Linked DNA regions of Rattus norvegicus: region 2 is linked to region 1. Evidence: chromatin contacts called from public Hi-C data. All regions are on one chromosome and are shown on one strand. Each heading gives the region's core, a stretch centred on a gene start, on an enhancer-like site or on the middle of the called end of the contact. The rest is flanking DNA. Distances are from core to core; before and after follow the strand shown. Region 1 holds the start of Avpr1a (arginine vasopressin receptor 1A). Region 2 has its middle 72 kb from the start of Avpr1a.

The links. Hi-C and Micro-C count contacts between places; a contact is called where the count stands out from the background.
Region 2: a Hi-C map of the A7r5 cell line shows a contact between it and region 1, with 6 times the contacts expected there. The contact joins the enhancer-like site here to the promoter of Avpr1a in region 1. A contact is called at or near these places in 7 of 12 Hi-C or Micro-C datasets (the A7r5 cell line, the Rat2 cell line, Schwann cells and 3 more).

Annotation. Positions count from the first base shown.
Region 1 is chr7:59,998,058-60,001,586 of GRCr8, forward strand. It overlaps Avpr1a (arginine vasopressin receptor 1A), which reads left to right and starts at 1,686. Exons shown (of 2, transcript NM_053019.2): 1 at 1,686-2,914. The coding sequence starts at 1,927.
Region 2 is chr7:60,069,877-60,073,405 of GRCr8, forward strand. No RefSeq gene overlaps it. Among named protein-coding and RNA genes, the nearest start is that of Avpr1a, 72 kb to the left of the region's middle. Within about 2 kb of position 1,700, at least 6 of the 93 cell types and tissues checked have an H3K27ac peak or open chromatin away from gene starts, as enhancers often do. A contact at or near this core is called in the A7r5 cell line, where this site is marked.

The sequences.
Region 1 (3,529 bases), core at 436-2,935:
TTTGGAAACCTTTCTTGTACTTTCCCCACCATCTTGAAGAAATGCGCCACTGAGCTCCATTTTCACAGAACCTCTCTCTCCACTGGGCTGTGGCATCACTTGATCCTCCATTAACTCCATAAACGAGAGCACCACATACTTTCATTCCCAGTTGTAAGATGCATAGACAGAGGCTGATCTAACCATGATAAAACTTGACTGACTCAATATGCCAAGCCCCTGGCTCTTATGTCATGGCCCTGGGTTTCTATACTCATGCATGGACTTATGTAGCAAAACTAACCTCACTGAAGAAAATCTTTTATGATTGTACTTCACAAAAGAAAACATTTTCCAGAAGCTATTAGGCTTGTACTATTGACACAACACACCAATGCTCTGACCAAGAAACTCGAGTTCCTGTCCCTTCATCTGTACCGTGGGTTTGTGTTTGTTTCAGCTTCAGAAACAGCGCCCCCTGCTGTCCTTGGTAGCATTCTCTCACCAGAGTTGGACAGCTGCTGGAGTCTCTAGGGTGTTTGTCTCCACAGCTGGACTCAGAAGGCCCGAGCAAATAACTAATTACTGGAGGCGGGAGTAGTCTTCTTTTCTTCCTTCCAAGTGCCTCGTTCCCTCTCCCTGACTACAGACAGACACAGACAGACAGACAGACACAGACAGACAGACAGACACGCGCGCGCGCACACACACACACACACACACACACACACACACACACGACAGAGATGTACAGAGAGAGGGAGAGGGAGAGACAGAGACAGACACTGAGACAGAGAAAGACAGACACACACACAGAGGAAACAGAAACAGAGACAAAGATGCACAGAGGGAGAGACGGAGACAGAGAGACAGCATAGACACACAGAAAGGGGGTGTGGAGGGGCAGTGGCAGGCAGGCAGGCAGGCAGACAGACAGACAGACAGACAGACAGACAGACAGACAGACAGACAGACAGACAGATGGAGGTAGACAGGCAGACCAGACACTGATCCTCAGCTCTCTCCGTCTGCTCCAAGAAATGTCAGCAGGATTTAGTCATTTAACTGGAAATGTCTCCACCAACCAGTGCAGCCCAGCTCTTGTCCCCTGCAGCTTTGGGAATTGGACTTCCTAGGGAAATGTCCACCGTTTCGGGTTCCCACTCAGTGTATGGAGTCAGCACGGTAGATTACACACACCCAGCAAGAGGACTGAAGGGTACAAGTGAGTGGGCCTTTCCTGTCCGCGAACGAAAGCAGGGTGAGGAAGTCACCAGAGAGGGAAGTCACGCGATTTTTATCCCCAAAGTGCAGGGGCAAACCGTGTGGGGAATAAAATCAGCCCGAGCGACCAGCCTAAGGAACCGTGCGCACCGGGCAGGGAACCTCAGGGCTGGGCAGACCCCAAGTCCAAAGTCTAAGGGTGCTGAGTTCGCAGGGACAGCAGACGATTTTACTACACCTGTTGACGCGCTACCTGGCTTTACATTCACTTATAAAGGAGGCTGGAGAAATCCTAAGAGCCCAGAGAAGTTTGGGGCAGCTCGGGAAAGCATCCTGCTCTGCAGAGGAATCCAGGAGTCTCAGCTCCACCCCTGCAGCAGTGAGGCAAAAGGGACAAATCACCAACGACTTGGAGGGGGTGGGGGGTAGGGGGTTGGGGACGGTCTCCAGCCACTAGGACGTGAGGGAGCGCGTCCTGAGGCAATCTAAGACTGCGCTGGGAGCTCAGAGAGTGGGCCCCCCTGCCTCAGGACCAGACAGAAGTAGGGACATGTTTGAATATCCCATTTAAAACCACTCTGCACGCACCGGATTGCGCAGCCTAGAGACGGAGGGAGGGAAGGAAGGACAGAGCGCAGAGCTTAGAACTCGGATCCTCCGGTCCTCGGTGGAGAGGAGGAAGCAGCCCACGGGGCAGGGCCTCCCAGGCTCTGTACGGACAGCATGAGTTTCCCGCGAGGCTCCCAGGATCGGTCCGTGGGCAACTCCAGCCCGTGGTGGCCTCTAACCACCGAGGGCTCCAACGGCAGTCAGGAGGCAGCCAGGCTTGGGGAAGGTGACAGCCCGCTGGGGGACGTACGCAATGAGGAGCTGGCCAAACTGGAAATCGCTGTGCTGGCAGTGATTTTTGTGGTGGCTGTGCTGGGCAATAGCAGTGTGCTGCTGGCGCTGCATCGCACGCCACGCAAGACATCCCGCATGCACCTCTTTATCCGACACCTCAGCCTGGCAGACCTGGCGGTCGCCTTCTTCCAAGTATTACCGCAGCTATGCTGGGACATCACCTACCGCTTCCGCGGGCCGGACTGGCTGTGCCGCGTGGTGAAGCACCTGCAGGTGTTTGCCATGTTCGCGTCTGCCTATATGCTGGTGGTGATGACAGCCGACCGCTACATCGCCGTGTGCCACCCGCTCAAGACCCTGCAGCAGCCGGCGCGCCGCTCGCGCCTCATGATCGCCACCTCTTGGGTGCTGAGTTTCATACTAAGCACGCCACAGTACTTTATATTCTCTGTGATCGAAATCGAGGTGAACAATGGCACTAAAACCCAAGACTGCTGGGCTACCTTCATCCAGCCCTGGGGTACCCGCGCCTACGTGACCTGGATGACCAGCGGTGTCTTCGTGGCACCTGTGGTCGTCTTGGGTACATGCTATGGCTTCATCTGCTACCACATCTGGCGCAACATCCGCGGAAAGACAGCGTCCTCGCGACACAGCAAGGGTGACAAGGGCTCTGGGGAGGCCGTGGGTCCCTTTCATAAGGGGCTTTTGGTTACACCTTGTGTCAGCAGCGTGAAGAGCATTTCCCGCGCCAAGATCCGCACTGTGAAGATGACCTTTGTGATTGTAAGCGCCTACATCCTTTGCTGGGCGCCTTTCTTCATTGTCCAGATGTGGTCAGTCTGGGATGAGAATTTCATCTGGACCGGTATGTACTGAGACTATGAAAGAGACGTGTGTGTGTGTGTGTGTGTGTGTGTGTGTGTGTGTGTGTCTGTGTCTGTGTCTTTGTGTGTGTGTCTGTATGTCTGTGTGTGTGTGATGTGTGATATTTAATAGTACCTGTTTAATAATTAAGGTTCTATATAAGAATGGAAGTCTCCTATGTCCTTATCATGAAAATAAATGAACAAAATTGCAAATTCCTGGGGTCTCCACCACCCCAGGTACATTGGGGCCTAGGACTCAGCATCTGCAGCATATGTAACCCCCCTAAGGCCGCCAGCTGTGCCTAGAGTCACTAGTTGCAAAACACTTGTGACATTTTGCCAAATCACTTAGGCTTCTTGGATATCTCGCCTTCCACCCCATGGAGACTGTGGGAAGTATTCTTAGTGTCCTGGCTACTTTTTGTTGGATTAAGGAAACTGTCATAATTAACAGAAAACTTCTGATGAGACTCTTCCAAGATCAAGGGTAGAGATGGACACACTGTTCTGAAACAGACGGAGAAAGGATTTAAGAAGTCAGGAATTCCAAGTTAGCATTTAGCTCTTCGTTATAATGTTTTCATTTTTCCAACCGTAATAACTTTCTTTTCCTG
Region 2 (3,529 bases), core at 450-2,949, 72 kb after region 1:
TAGATCTCTTCAGCACAGTAATTAAAACTTAAAAGTTTTTAACCTTGGCTTTTGCAACTCTACTGATTCCAGACGTGAGGGTGTCTCTGAGAGTGACCACAGGTAGTCAAGTGACACCTCGGGGTCAGGGCTGAGGCCTTGCGGTAGGGCTACAGTGAGTCAGAGCCGTCTGTTACCTGCTTCCAGGCGGTAGTGCGGCTGGTAGTGCGGCTCGCGATGAGGTTGGCATGCCATACCGAAAGCGCCATACCCAAAGCACAATCAAGACCGTGTGACCGTAACCAAGGAGACCAGGAGACCAGAAACACAAATTCTAGGGAAGAGTTGAAAATCTCAGCCCAGAAAACAGTTTGTGCCCGGTATACAAGAATGCTTAAATGCGGCGGGTGGGAAGGAAAAAAAAAGAAAAGAAAAGAAAAGAAAAGGAATGCTTAAGTATTGATAGCTTTTACTTTTTTTAACTCATAACTAATTTTGCTACTGTTATAAATATATGCATATGAATTCATATGAATATATAATATAAATATCTGGTATGCAGGATATTGGATATGAGATCCCTGTGGAAGGGTTGCAATCCACAGGTTGAGAACCACTGCTGTAAAGCTATACATTAAAAATTATCAAATTAGGGGCTGAGAGATGGCTCAGTGGTTAAGAGCACTGACTGCTCTTCCAGAGGTCCCAGCAACCACATAGTGACTCACAGCCATCTATAATGGGATCTGATGCCCTCTTCTGGTGCGTCTGAAGACAGCAACAGTGTACTCACATGTAAAATAAATAAATCTTTAAAAAAAATATCAACTTAATGTTTACAAGCTTTTTTTTTTTAATTAACTGTAGGGAACAACCTGAGAGATGTGAGGTACTAACCTATAAATTTCTGGATGTAAGTAGAGCCCTGAAGGCATAAGCTGAGGAATACACGTAACAGTCTGCACTCTGTAAAGGCTCACAATGTCTCCACACACACATTTGCAGTAGACAAGTACATGATGGAGCCTAGAGCCTTGTTGGTCACGGGCGGAAGTGGAATTTGCAGATAAGTTAGGCCAGGAGACAGCATGCTCCGTGTAGTAATAGGTTAGAGGTGGACGGCTATGTTAAAAAAAAAAAAAGAAGAAGAAGCAACTGATGTGTGTGTGTGTGTGTGTGTGTGTGTGTGTGTGTGTGTGTGTACACGTATGGAGACATGCACACACATACCAGTGAGTATATGAGCATATACTCCCTTGATCTGCAAGTTGAAAGAGCCTAGAAATAGCAAGAACCAGGCCAAGGTTTCCTTCACTTCTGATGCCACTGATGTGATGGCCTCGGATCAACATCTGATTCTAAAACTAGGACAGGAAATAAAAGAAGTCAGCAGTGTCTTATAGGTCAGAAGGCTAAGCAATTGCTCCAATGGAGGGGAAAAGGCTTTACAGAATTTTGCCAAAGGGACGGGAAGCTTGAAAGAGTTCCCAGTCGTCAAAGCTAGGAGAGTTCAAGCAATAAAGTAAAGCAAATTATAAAACAAATACCCATAAATCAATAAACAGAAGGAAGTAAAGAAACATGTCTTTTACAGAATTACAAATAGTTTATGACAATATCCTCAAGGGGGAAGAATCTGAATTCCTACTTCCTAAATGCAGACTGCAAATGGTGACTCATTCCCAAAGAGGAGAGAGAAAATTTACAGTAAAGAAAGCTAGCAGGCATGTCCTGGGCTGGATGGTTAAGGCAGAAAGCACAGTGATAAGTCACATTGCTGGAATGTACTGTGTCAGAAATGGCTCTCACTCTGTCTGTCCTCTGTCTCTGTCTCTCTCTGTCTCTGTCTCTCTCTGTCTCTGTCTCTCTCTGCCTTTGTCTGTCTCTGTCTCTCTGTCTCTGTCTCTGTCTGTCTCTGTCTCTGTGTGTGTGTGTGTGTGTGTGTATGTGTGTGTGAGTTGATTGTTTCACACTGACCAAAGTGTGATCATAGTAAAGAAATGCAGCCTCTGGTTATAGATTTAGTAATGTGTTTAAAAACAATTCTCTAAGTACCAATGTTGGGGTACTTAGAGAAATCTCAGCTCGCGTCCAGACAGAACACACAAACCCAACATGGTTCTAAGTGGAAAGATTTAATGAGAGAAGAGTAGAAGTGGGGGCATAAGTAAAGGCCAGCCATGAGCACTTGGAGGGAAGGGGATGGATAGGGAGAGAAGGGACAAAGGGGAGAGGGCAAGAGAACAGAGAAGAGAGAGAAGAAAAGCAAGAATGAGAGAGAGAGCAAGAGGAAGAGGAGGGGGCAAGCAGCCCCCTTTATAGTCAGGCACAGCTGGCTGTTGCCAGGCAACTGTGGGGCAGGGCATACCTGGCTGTTGCCAGGTAGCTGTTGGGGTGGAGCTTAGACAGAATACCAACAACTAATGTGTTCTATATTAGGGGCTGCTTGTAGTTACAAGTATATAAAACAGTAGTTCTCAATGAAAATAGACAAATGTCAACTTAAAGCGAATCATCAAAATAGAAAGAAAAGGAAAAAAGTCTGCCCATCGATTCTCAACATAAAAGGGTGGGTAGAGTAAACAGCTCAGTCAAAGAGCTGTCTATGCAACCATGAGGGCCCAAGTTAACCCTCAGCTTGCATGTATGTGGTGTTTATGGTATGGTGACAACGTGCTATAATCCCTGTGCTGGGAAGGCAGACAGGTGGGTCCCTGGAGCTGGTAGAACAAACAGCTTAGTTTGTTCAGGCCAGGACAATAAGACATCTTGTTTTTAAACAATGTGTTTAAAAAAGGTGTCCAGTTCAAGGCTGTCAACATGGGTGTATAAATACACATGTATAAGTACACTTACATGTATACACAGAAAAAGCGTTCGTGCATGCGCGCGCACACACACACACACACACACACACACACACACGGGGGGGGGGGGTTGGCCTCTTCCTTCATTCAAAGGTCAATTAGAGACAACATCCCACAGTGGTGATTGGGGAAACAGACAATGTTCCTTCCATCTGCAAAGAACATCTTCTACTTCACAGAGATCTTGAAACAGCACGCAAACTAAACCCATGCTCAGGATATTGTGTATCTAACACACTCTAAAAATAGGCCATCTTCATGCTTTCCTTACTGCCCCACCCTAAGCACAATGGAAGCGTCTCACTGGATGATCCCTTTTTCTAGGTGAAGAATCATTTTGTCCTGCGCTACAGTATACAGTGTGCCGAAGGACCTGGATTATTAGTGGGGGGAAAAAGCCTTTACCCAAATATGCTCACTGGGAGAAGGTAGGGTAGCAGACAGACAAGTCCCCTAACTGAAAGAGAGCCCTTTCTTCTCTCTCCAGAAGACTTCTCACCAGCCTACCTTGCTATTAGGAGATCTCAAGTGAAGGGCAATCTCTCCAGAAAATCTTTGACATCAATCTGCAAATATAGGACAAGAACATTTTCATAGCCAGGAAATCTCACGAGAGCGTTTTTTACAGGAACTATTGGCCCACTGGGAAATGGCAGGATTTCTTGGATTCCATTTTTGAGTAT